Regions from separate parts of the Sus scrofa genome. Here region 1 is linked to region 2. A link is a contact called in public HiChIP or PLAC-seq data. All regions are on one chromosome and are shown on one strand. The core of a region is the stretch at or near the end of the contact, and the rest is flanking DNA. Distances in the headings are between cores, read along the strand shown.

What was found. HiChIP or PLAC-seq counts read pairs in DNA pulled down with a chosen protein or histone mark.
Region 1: a contact with region 2 is called in an H3K27ac HiChIP or PLAC-seq map of alveolar macrophages. The contact joins two enhancer-like sites. A contact is called at or near these places in 1 of 47 Hi-C or Micro-C datasets (embryonic fibroblasts) and 1 of 2 datasets of contacts at active chromatin or transcription factors (alveolar macrophages).

The regions. Positions count from the first base shown.
Region 1 is chr12:51,886,562-51,892,411 of Sscrofa11.1, forward strand. No RefSeq gene overlaps it. Among named protein-coding and RNA genes, the nearest start is that of RABEP1, 31 kb to the left of the region's middle. Within about 2 kb of position 2,215, at least 17 of the 83 cell types and tissues checked have an H3K27ac peak or open chromatin away from gene starts, as enhancers often do. A contact at or near this core is called in alveolar macrophages, where this site is marked.
Region 2 is chr12:51,788,546-51,795,260 of Sscrofa11.1, forward strand. All of the region lies in intron 2 of RABEP1 (rab GTPase-binding effector protein 1), which reads right to left. SCIMP (SLP adapter and CSK-interacting membrane protein) reads left to right here. Exons shown (of 5, transcript XM_003358218.4): 4 at 1,155-1,228; 5 at 3,792-5,562. The coding sequence ends at 4,000. Among named protein-coding and RNA genes, the nearest start is that of ZNF594, 14 kb to the right of the region's middle. Within about 2 kb of position 1,561, at least 1 of the 83 cell types and tissues checked has an H3K27ac peak or open chromatin away from gene starts, as enhancers often do. A contact at or near this core is called in alveolar macrophages, where this site is marked.

The sequences.
Region 1 (5,850 bases), core at 965-3,464, 99 kb after region 2:
TAGTCCAATGTCTAGAGCTCAATAAATCTAACCTCCAAACCTCAGGCTGTTTGTCTGTCTTCTTCCCGTCTGCCCTCAGCATTCCAGCAACACAATGCTGCTTTCGGGGGTGCCCTGTCTCCATGGCTACTGTCCTGAACTCCCCCTCGGGCACAGGGGAGCACTCCAGGCGTTGCTGATGGCAAACTGTGGTGTTCTTTTCACGGAAACATAAAACCTGCCGAGGATGCGCAGTGAAGCTTTCCAAGTGCCTCGCCCCCTCCCCTGAGCCTTCCTTCCCCCCTTGCAAAGCTGTAGAGAAGCAGGAACAGACCCCCCCCACCTTGCGGTTCCTCTGATTGTCCAGCCCTCCATAGAAAATCTTATTATTTGTTTGTCAGAACGGAAACAAAATAAATGTCCTTAAAAGGAGACAAGCAGCTGCAGAGGAGGACGAGGCTCGCCCACGCAGCCTCCTCCCGACCCCAATCCCTGTACCAAGCAAAGCACCAACAGACGAGCTCAGCCTGTGCCCGGGGAGCACCCCAAAGAAGGGTGTCTGCAGTCTGTCCCCTCCCTGAAAGAAGGCACGGCTGGGAAAAGCTCCCTTTCCCTGCAGGCGTCCCTCTGGTGCCACATGCAGGTGCTGTGAAAAGGAAAAGGTACTGTGACACAGGAAACAAGAGTTACTTGGGACACAGGGTGGCGAAACAGGCCGAGGGCCAGCAGCTCTCGGCTGCACCGGGCTCAGCAGAGCATCACAATCAGAGCCGCAGGCGTCTTTCCCCTTTCACTCTGCTACCTACCATATCTCACCTGTCTCCCTGTAACATCTCAACCACTTTCACCTGATGACCAGCCTCACCCGATGGAATTTAAAAACCTATACACCAAAGACCTTCGGTGTAGATAGAAGTGCTTAGGAAAGGCAAGCCCGGAGAGAGTCACTAGCCGTGGTTTTCCAAAAAGACAAACAAGTAAGGAAATATTTACATACAGGGGCCATAAAATATAAGTTCAATCTTCACGTATTCTGTATCCGCTCCTCCCAAAACTGGGCCTCAGGGTCTTTCGGGTTTTCTAAAAGGCTCGAAGAGCTTTTCTCACTGATATTAGCAGGCTATTTTCATAATTCTAAGAATCGTTTGTCTGTAACCTCCAGCCCGTGACTGTTGCAGAAACCTACATTGGTTTGAGTGTTTGGTACAGAAAACTGTCTTCAACATAGACAAACAGAATTGTGGTTGCCAAGGGGAGGGGGGTGGAGGTGGAAGAGAGACGCTGTGGGAGGCTGGGGTTAGCAGATGCAAACTGCTATATGTGGGTAAACAAGGTTGCTCAGTATAGCACAGGGAACTCTATGCAATGTCCTGTGATGAACTTAATGGAAAAGAGAATAAAAAGAATGCGTGTTTAACCGAATCGCTTTGCTGTGCGGACAAAATTAACACAACACTGCACATCAACTATACCTGAACAAAAAAAAAAACTCTGTTGTTCACTTAAATTGGAAACCATTAATCATCACAGCACGTTGACTTTACTCAAGGCCCTGCTCATTATTAACCCTCTGTGACATCACTGCTCTCGCTCCAATAATTCCACCTACAGAGAAACCTCTGTCGGCTCCCAGGAACCTACCCAGAGACATTCCTTCTTGTAAAAACCAATCAGGGGCAAATTAACAACTAAATCTCTGTGATAACGTGGAAAGCGCAATGCAGAATCTTCCTTTTCCAAACTCATCTGCACACCCAAACCAGGGAATCTGTGCAAATATCTAGGACAATAGAAAGCTCTCTGGGAGGAGTTTATGATGCACCCATGGTTTGATCACAGCAGATGTGGGGATGGGGGAAGGAGCCACTAAGTCAGGGAGAGAAAAATTCATATTACGTGTTAGTGTTTGGATACTGGTGACAGCATCCTGCCCCGACCCTTTCTGAAGAAGTGGACTAGTCATTAACGCCGACAGTGTGCCAGGCTAAGTGCTCACTGACTCCTCAACATAACCTTGGGAAGTAGGTACTATTATTCCCATTTACTGTTGGGGAAACTGATGCACAGAAAGCTTAAGGAACTTGCTCAGAGTCCCACTGGCTCAGAGTCCATGTCATCGGCCATGACCCTTTACTGAATAAAAGGGAAGCTTTCAGTCAACAAATATTGTGCATCTACCATAAATGAGGTAATAAGGGAGTGCCACAAATAAATATGACCTTTGGGAGTTCCCTGATGGCTCAGCAGGTTAAGGCTCTGGTGTTGACACGCTGTGGCGGGGGTCATTGCTATGGTGTGGGTTCCCTGGCCCAGGGAAATTCCATATGCCATGGGTGAGGCCAAAAAAATGAACTTTGGTCTCAAGGAGGGGAAAGTTAACGGGCATAGTTTATAGGAGAAATAAGAGAAGCACATACGTAAACAGTGAAGCAGAAGAAGACTAAGTTTCCTAAGAAGGTATAAGCATTTTCCCGTGGGTTCAGAGCAAAGACGAGATACCCCACATCTGGTTTGGAAGATGAAGGCTTCACTCAGGAGATGGGATCTGAGCTGGATGGCAAAGGAGAGCAGTGTTTTGACCAGGAGATAGTTGCGGAAGGACAGACATGGTTCTAGGCCAGGCGGGGAAAAGACATAATGTGTCAGGGAGTCTCGTTTGGCCTGTGGGTCCTCCTGCAGGCCCATGTGGATCAGAGGAGCGAGGCAGGACCAGGGCTCCTGACGTGCGTCCTGGCCCCTTCCACCACTCTTCACCGCCTTGTCAATCACAACATCCACTTGTTGGGAGTTCCCTTTGTGGCTCAGTGGTTAACAAATCTGACTAGGAACCATGAGGTTGCGGGTTCCATCCCTGGCCTTGATCAGTGAGTTAAGGATCCAATGTTGCCGTGAGCAGTGGTATAGGTCGCAGACGCGGCTTGGATCCCGCGTTGCTGTGACTCTGGCGTAGGCCGGTGGCTACAGCGCCGACTGGACCCCTAGCCTGGGAACCTCCATATGTCGTGGCAGCAGCCCAAGAAACGGCAAAAAGACAAAAAAAAAAAAAAAAAAAAAATCCACTTGTTAATGACTCCGGCTTCTGCGGTTCATAGAACCTGCCTGGGCCTCAAGGCCTTTGGTTTGGAAGGAAGCAACTCCTTCCCGGGCCCCTCCCTTCGGCTGGAGGTGGACTTCCAGCTCTGGCCCGTTGCCAAGAAACCAAGAGTAACCTGATGCTACCCTTATGCTGCCCTTGTAGTATCTGCCACACCCGCCTTGATAGAATCCTTTTATAAGCCTCATGATGGCTTCTCCCTCCTGCTCATCTTTGTCAGAGGAGACTCTGGGCCTGACTCCAAGAGGAATAGCTTCAGGCCCTAACCTCAGAGTCCAGAGCCAAGGGGAGACGACCAACACAGATGCAGAACTGCATTATTCACATGGTCCATGCGGTGATAGAGAGGTGCCAGGGCAGGCTGGAAAAGAAAAGCGTCCCCAACCCAGACTGAGGGACTCAAGGTCTCCTGAGACAACAGTAGCTGAGCTGAGACTCAGGGGTGACAGGAGGCAGCCGGTGAAGGGCTGTGAGGTGCGGAGGACCTTCCAGGAAAGACACGGGAGCACAAAACAATGTGGTGGATGTTACGGACGGCAAACAATGTGGTGGGAGGCAGAGCGCGCCAGAGAGAAGGCAGGAGAGGAAGACAGAGGCATTCAATACGGCTCCGTGTCATCCAAAACACACAGCGAAATAACTTCTATGCAGTAGATCTCTATAGTTAAATAAATATACAGTAAAATGATGGGTTAAACGGTCTCTAAAGGTCCTTGTAGTCCCCAAAGTCCCTTACAGTCCTGCTGCTTTAGTCCTACCTGAGATTCGAGTTCCAAAGATTGCGAGTTTCTTTTGTCTTTTTAGAGCCACAGCCATTGCATATGGAAGTTCCCAGGCTGGGGTCAAATAGGAGCTATAGCCACCAGCCCACAACACAGCCACAGCCACAGCCACGCCAGATCCGAGCCGAGTCTGCAACCTATACCACAGCTCACAGCAACACCAGATCCTTAACCCACAGAGCAAGGCCAGGGATTGAACCTGTGTCCTCATGGATACTAGTCAGATTTATTTCCACTGAGCCACGACAGGAATCCAAGACTGCAAGTTTCTAATGGGAAATATCAAACCTCATCTCTGGACTTATTATCCAGAGAAGTACTTATTCGGGGTGGGGGAATGATATTAAACCCACCTGAAAGGTAAGTTATATTGTTTGCTGGATTTGCTCTGCCCCTGGGTGAGGTGTCAAAACTGGACCCTGTGGTAGAGGCAACCCCATGGAGGGGTAACAAGTGTGGCCCGGGAGTTCCCGTCATGGCACAGCAGAAACAAATCTGTCTGGTATCCATGAGGACACAGGTTCGATCCCTGGCTCAGTGTGGCATAGGCCAGCGGCTATTGCTCCAATTGGACCCCTAGCCTGGGAACCTCCATGTGCCGCGGGTGCAGGCCTAAAAAGACCAAAAAAAAAAAAAAAAAAAAAAAAGGTGTGACCCTTTACAGCCACCTGGTTGAAGCAGGAGAATAAAGGTGAGCAAGAGAAGGTCAGGCCGGAGCTCTTGCTGTGGGACAGTGGGTCAAGGATCCAGCGTTGCTGCAACGGTGGCACAGGTTGCAGCTGTGGCTCAAATTTGATCCCCGGCCAGGGATCTTCATATGCCATGGGTGTGGCCATTTAAAAAAAAAAAAAAAAAAGATAAGGATCAGGCTGATTTGGGCTTATCTCCTCTGAGGTCTGAGGCCAGTGCTGCTGAGACAAGAGGCGATGCTGCCGACGACAGAGCAGAGGGCAAACTGCAGGAAGGTGGCAGTGCTCACCCGCCATCACTTTGTTAGGCGACACACGTGGGAGAAGTCACTGAAATCAGCATGAAGTGTTTACCCCACGCACCATGGTTCACGAACTGAGGGTCTTCACGGTGCCAACCCCGAGGGCAGTATTTACAAGGCTGCAAGGCTTTGTGTCACCCTCGATACCCTCCCACAACACTAGGATGTTAAATGCCTTCAGAATAAAAACCCCAGCAATTGCCCAGGGTTCTAGGTACGTTGCGGCTAATAGGTAAGGCAATTAGGGGAAGGAGGGGACAAAGGAGGGGATCAAGAATCCTTACTGTTGCCCCTCCCGCCCACCTGGACTGGATATTATGAGGGCCATTAGGACACATCATCTTGGAGTTCCCGTCCTGGCGCAGCGGGAATGAATCTGACTAGTATCCACGAGGACACAGGTTCAATCCCTGGCCTCGCTCAGTGGGTTAAGGATCCAGCGTTGCCATGAGCTGTTGCGTAGGTCGCAGACACAGCTCGGATCCTGTGTTGCTATGGCTGTGGTGTAGGCCGGCAGCTGTAGCTCCAATTCAAGCCCTAGCCTGGGAACCTCCATATGTCGTGGGTGCAGCCCTAAAAAGACAAAAAACAAAAAAACAAAAAGGAAGCATCATCTTTCTTGGCTGCAGAATGAGAACAGCCTTAGCCAGCCCACCCCCAAACTCAGCGACTCCCCATTTAGGAAGTGCTTGCCCCCAGGGTGCTGTGTTCTGGGGCACACAGTGGGTGCCACAGGGTTAGGCAGGAACTGGTTAAGGCACCGGTGAGTCCATCCCTCAAGAGGCACAGGGGTTCTCCAGGCGAGATGGGCATGTCAGACCCCTGGTCCTTTGGCTCGTCCCCCAGGGCCAGCACTCCTGTGCCTTGTCCCCCAGCTTCTGCTCTTCTGTGAAAAATCTACAGCCAAACCCAAAGTGTGAGGCACTTCTCGCTGAGACCTGGGGTGACCTTGCTTCCCATGCACCGCTGCCGTCTCACCCAGCAGGGAACCAGCGAAACCGAGG
Region 2 (6,715 bases), core at 311-2,810:
GAAAGTTCCCAGGCTAGGGGCGAACTCAGAGCTGTAGCTGCCGGCCTACACCACAGCCACAGCAACGCCAGATCCAAGCCGTGTCTTCGACCTACACCCCACACCTCGTGGCAACAATGGATCCTTAACCCACTGAGCAGGGCCATGGATACTAATCCTCATGGATACTAGTCGGGTTCATTACGGCTGAGCCACAACAGGAACTCTGATTGTTCATTCTTGTTGCCATGGGGCATCCCATTGGGGGCGAGAACCATGATGAAGGGGTCCATTCTACTGCTGATGGGTGTTCGTGAAGTATCCGGTTTGGGGCTGTTATGAATAGTGCTGCCGTAACATTCTAGGAATGTGTCTTTTGGTGATGACCAGAACATATATACCCAGTACTGCTGTCATATAGTGTATGTACATTTAGCATGAGGAGAACATCTTTTTACAAATCCAACTACATCGGCTTTAGGGAGTTCTCTGGTGGCTCAGTGAGTTAAGGATCCTGCGTTGTCACTGCTGTGGCTCGGGTTCAATCCCTGGCTGAGGAACTTCTGCATGTTTTGGGCTCAACCAAAAACAAACAAACAAACCAACAAACCAAAATACACCTGCTGCTTACCTGCCCCTCCTGACCCACTCAGGTGAGCAAGGATGATGAGCTTCATGCTCTAAATGCTTTAACTTCCTTCCCTCAAATCCATTGTTCCCTGGGCTCAAGGAAATGGTTTCTTTCTTTCTTTTTTTTGGTCTTTTTGCCATTTCTTGGGCCACTCCCACGGCATATGGAGGTTCCCAGGCTAGGGGTAGAATCGAAGCCATAGCTGCCCGCCTACGCCAGAGCCATAGCAACACGGGATCCGAGCCGCATCTGCAACCTACACCACAGCTCACGGCAATGCCAGATCCTTAACCCACTGAGCAAGGCCAGGGATTGAACCCACAACCTCATGGTTCCTAGTTGGATTCATTAACCACTGAGCCATGACGGGAACTCCAAGGAAATGGTTTCTTTAGAGTGCCACTTAGAAAGGGAAGGAAATGCTTCCAGTTTTTAGGGATCAAGATTTGAGTGTTCAACTCTGTCCACGTTCCTTGATGTTTTCCTTTATTTGGTAGGCACGATCAAAACCAAACACTAACTCCTCTTCTTCCTCTCTCTCCAGGAATGTTACCGACCAGTTCTCAGTTCAGTTACCCCCTCTGCCACCCAGGGGTATGCTTTCTCCAGAAAAAACCTGTGAGTATATTTTGCGGATAACCATCTCATTCAGGACAGGATGACAAATTTATCTAGGTGTCTTGGTCAGCTCAGGCTGCCCACAAAACAAGAGCATAGACAATATGGCTTAAAGAACAGCGATTTTTCTCACAGTTCCGGAAGCTAGAAACCCAAGTGCAGGAGTTCCTGTTGTGGCTCAGTGGGTTAAGAACCAGACATAGTGTCTATGAGGATGTGGGTTCTATCCCTGGCCTCACTCGGTGGGTGAAGGATCCAGTGTTGCCCCAAGCTGTGGTGTAGGTGGCAGATGCAGCTCTGATTCAACCCCTAGCCAGGGAACTTCCATATGCCGTGGGTTCAGCCCTAAAAGAGGAAGAAGAAGAAGAAGTCCAAGGTCAAGGTGCCAGCCGATCTGATTTGGTTTCTGGTGAGGACTCTTCCCGGCTTGCAGAGGACCAGACCCTTCTCTCCATGACCTCACGTGAAAAGGCGAGAGCTCTCTGGGGTCTTTTTTTGTTTGTTTTTTTGTCTTTTTAGGGCCACACCCATGGCATAAGAAAGCTCCCAGGCTAGGGGACGAATCAGAGCTGCAGCTGCCAGCCTAAACCACAGCCACAGAAATGTGGGATCCGAGCCACATCTGCAACCTATACCACAGCCCATGGCAATGCTGGATCCTTAACCCACTGAGCAAGGCCAGGGATCGAACCTCACGGAGACTAGTCGGGTTCCTAACCCTCTGAGCCACAGTGGGAACTCCTTGTGTCTCTTCTTATAAGAGCACTAATCCTATTGGATCAGGGCCATACTCTTATGACTGTATTTAACCTCAGCCCCTTCCCTGAAGGCCCCATCTCTAAATACGACCACACTGGTGGTTAGAGCTTCACCATGTGAGTTCCGTGAGGACGCAAACACCCAGTCTGTAACACTGGAATCTGCGGATGGTAGCAACCTGTTTTTAAAGAGATGGATTAAGAAAAGGGGGAAGAAAAAGTCCCGATGCTCCCAATGTTCAATGTGTGAATTCATATTCCAATTCCTTGCAGCGTGGGTATAAAGGACCTTGGGGGTGTCAAGGACCTTGGGCCTCTCATATTTCCTTTTTTTTTTTTTTTTGTCTTTTTGCCATTTCTTGGGCCGCACCTATGGCATATGACAGTTCCCAGGCTAGGGGTCGAATTGGAGCTGTAGCCACCGGCCTACGCCACAGCCACAGCAACACGGGATCCAAGCCGCATCTGCAACCTACACCACAACTCATGGCAACGCCGGATCCTGAACCCACTGAGCAAGGGCAGGGATCGAACCCGCAACCTCATGGTTCCTAGTCGGATTCATTAACCACTGTGCCATGACAGGAACGCCTCTCGTTATTTCTTATCAGAAAAATTCTGACGGGTCCCTTTGACTGGAATCTTCTTCCTCTGGTTCTACACAGACTGGCTTGACCTCACCCTTTAGGGGTCAGCTCTAATGTCACCACGTCAGAGAGGCCACTCCTGACCATCCTATCTAAGGAAATGCTGCTAATTTTCTTTATGAAGCTTGTGGAAATTACCCCCCATGGTCTTCTTGAGTTATCCTTCATTTGTTCATTATCTAGTTCCTCCAGGAAACAGGCACCTCTCGTGTCTTGTTCACCACTGTTTATCCATCCCTAAGAACAGTGCCTTCCACTTAGTAGGGAATGAATGAAAAGGTTTTGATCGAAGGGATAATTAATAATGTTAGCGAACACGTACTGAGCAGGTGCTGTGTGTCAGGCCCCATGGTAGGCACCTCATAGGCACCATCTCTATCCTCGTGACAACTCTATGAGGCAGCTACGTTGCTGGAGCCCTCAGACAGAGGAGGACAGGGAGGCACAGAGAAGCTAAGTGACTTACCCATGGTCACACAACTAGTGATGGCCTGAACATGAACTTGGATCTAACTGTAGGACTTGGCAGGAGATGAAATGGTGGGTCATTTTCCAGGTTCTCTTACGAAAAGATAAGACAGTGGTGCAGAAGTTCCAGGCCCCATCAAAGGAGGAGCTGAGCTGTTTCATTATCCTCTTCCCACCACGTTCATCTCTTGGCTCTGTTGCCATCCTCCACCAGTTCCACCTTTTGGAAACATCACTGCCCCCTTCCTCCTTAGGAGAGCGATTTCGGACCTGAGCAATTGGATAGTTCTGGAAAGCAGGGTTAGTCATTGTGAGGGATGTGCCCACAAGGACATAGGGTTTGTATCACTTCCTTAGGAGAATTAGGATCTGAAGACACAACGCTACTCATTTGACTGTCAGCTCTGGTCAGCCTCGTGTCTAAGCTTCTGCTTCCTGGGTCCCACTGCAGGGCAGTCTTAGGAAGGGACATGGGAGTCAAGACGTCTGACCAATATTGGCCACTTACTCACTTGGGTGAGCTTGAGGCCATCAGGACTGGGCCTCTGGTGAGTTTCCTCTGTAAGAGGGGGAGCTGGTCCACCAAGAAGTGAAACAATCACTGAAACCCATGAAAATCAGGCAGAGCCACTTGGTCAAAAATATACAAACACGATAGCTTTGCATCTAATACCTTTTTGTGTATTCTAGCCCCACAGGAAACCCCAAGTCTACCACCAGCCGCCTACTCATCGGTAAATAAAGTTCGAAATAAGAAGATAGTTGCCGTCCCAAGCTACGTGGAGCCTGAGAATGACTATGATGACGTCGATGTCCCTGCCAGGATGGAAAATCATCATCTTGAAACAGCCATTTCTTCTTTTTGGCAAGCGGAAGAGGGTTCCCACAACTTGTTTTAAAACCAAGAATGGTTGACCATCAGTAGGTATCTGGGTCCCTGGTTGACCATCAGTACGTATCTGGGTCCCGAAAGCCCGGGGTCATGTCCTGGAGCTCTGTAACATAAGCACTCTGGACTCTGAAGAAGCATCTGCAATGAGATGACTGCAGCCCGAGGAAAGACGCCCAGGCTCAGCCCCTGAGGATGGAGCTGAGACAGGCCTTGAGCGTCTGCGGAGCGAGGTTCCAAGCGGGGGACCCCTGAGTTGCGCGGCCCCCACCGGGAAGAAAGCCCCTCAGCGCCCGGCTCTCTGATCCCTTTCTTTCCCCTTTCGTGTGGTTCTAAGAGGTCTGGGCGTTGACTGTGCAGAGTCTCGGAGCTCCCATCCCCAGCACAGCCCCCATCAAACAGGTGTCTTGCCCACACCATCCCCACCCACCTGACCCAGAGGGGGACCGTGGGTGGTCGTTACAGCCGAGCGCTCTCGGGTGCGTCATGCCTTGTGCATTCTTCAAGGGCAGAGGGATCTTTCCGTTCTTGAGAACCCTCCCCACCCACACCCCAACCCCGCCCAAAGCCCAGGACCTCTCTGTGATGGCAGCCAAGCTGACCACAGAGATCCGAGTTCTCATCTGGGGTTTTTCCTGTGCTTCCTGGCTGCAGCCGTCACAATCAGCAAAAGACAGAGGTCACCTTCTGGACCAAAGGACAGAACTTATCCGTAAAGGTGTTATTTTGCAATATGTGTATTGGAGGAGCAACAGGGAAATTGGGTTTCCCTGGAAAAAATCATGGGGAACAGGAAGGAAGCGGGTGATTAAATGGCAGAGTCCAGATGAGAGTTGGGGGGAATGATACCCTCCTCATAATTTTCATTACTGCTTCTTCCTTGGGTAGAGTTCTAAGCAAACAGCCGCAGGCCCCTCCCTGCCAGCTCCCTGTCCCTGAGCCACGGCTCTGAGTGCCAAGGGCTGCAGCTAAGGAGATGGGGGTGGGGGCTGCTCTTCTGATAAATAAGTACCCCGGTGGGTTCAACGAGGCCCGAGTCAGCTTTTTGCCTCCAGAACCTCATCAGCCCCTTCAAGTTGGTCGGCTAGAGCCCAAGGAGGACTTCGCACGTGCTAAGGAGACTCAGAAGATGCTGACGTCTAATCCCCAGGAAGTCCTTGTGGGGAGAGCACCACGACCTGTGAGAGAGCCCAGCAGTGATGCTTGGCCTGAGCTCCTCCTCAAGGGATGGACAGTGTGTTCCTGCCACAGTCAAGCTTCCTCCCTCAGCCACTGCTGGACCCATGGGGACACGTGCTTCCTCCCCCACGCTCTCTTTCTAGACTCCTGGAGACTTCCAGCTTCCCAGCATACTGCCTTCTTTCGGGCCAGTGGTTCTCCAGCTATGGCCTTAGGGAACTTTGGTATTTGGTGAGGCAAAGAGAGGACTCATTTCTTAAATTGTAGAGAGAGAGGGAAAAAAAAAAAAAAGAAGGCTAAAGGAGAGAAGTGTTTCTCACACGTGTGCTTTCCTCTTTTACATTTTCTGTGAACCACCCGCATCTATGACAATAAAAGCAAAGACCAGGGCCACGTGAACGTCTCCTTGGTTTCTGGGCCATCTCCTGGTTCTCCTCCTGTCTCTGTCTTTCATGTGAGCCCACCAGTCTTCAAGGCCAGTCTTTCTCTGGGTTCTGTCTCTGTCCCTGCCCTCATCTCGCTCCAAACACTCATGAATGACCTCACCGATGGCTCAGGGCTAAATTCCCAGTGTCCAGCTCAGACACATGGTACGCACTTAATATAGCTTCATTGATTGCTGAACATTTATGGAGGATCTACCAGTCTGACAAAACAAGCAAATTGTTTTTCTCTATGTTAACTTGGTTGAGATGTTCTATCGGGCACCTGTAATAAAACCATGTGTTCTGCCAACAAAGTTGTTTCCAGTTTGGATGAGAGAAGTAAATATATCGAGATTTCACAGGACTTTTTTTTTTTTTTTTGGACTGTGCTTGTAGCATATGGAAGTTCCTGGCCCAGGGATGGAACCCAAGCCACTGCAGCTGGATCCTTAACCCTCTGCACCACAAGGGAACTCCTTGCCAGACCTTTGTGTGTATTTGAGCCCCACGGGAAACCCCAAGTTAGCCACCAGCTTCGTACTCATAGATAAAGTTACAAATAAGAAGACAGTTTCTATCCTAAGCTATTTCAAGCCTGAAGATGATGATGATGTTAAAATCCCTACAAATATGGAAAACTATCATTTTAAAACACCTCCTGTCCTTCCACCTTAACTGATTTGAGAAAGGAGAGTTGACCCAAGCCACGAATCAGTGGATCACAGTTTCCTTTGACACAGTCAATGGCCTGATCTTCTTTGTGATACAAGTAAGTTTTGTGGTGGTGGTGTTGGTGTTGTTTTTTCAGGAAATCCTCTGGTACTACCAGGGAGAAATGTTACAAATCCCATGTATGGCTCTGTATGCTTTAGGGAAACACTATGAGCTAAGAGTAACGTAACAATGAGGAATTTCCGACTTCACAAAAAAAGGGTCTGGCAGTAAGCACCCCAGAATCCAGCAGCTCTAAGACTCAGGAGTATTCGCTGACTTTTCTTTGATTGTCTTAGCTTTCCCCTCCTGGTGGCCAGGTAGCTGCCGTGGCTCTAAGCCTCACATCTTCACGTGACAACACTGACGTTAGGAGGGCAAGTGGGCACTGCGTCCCATGGAATTCTTTT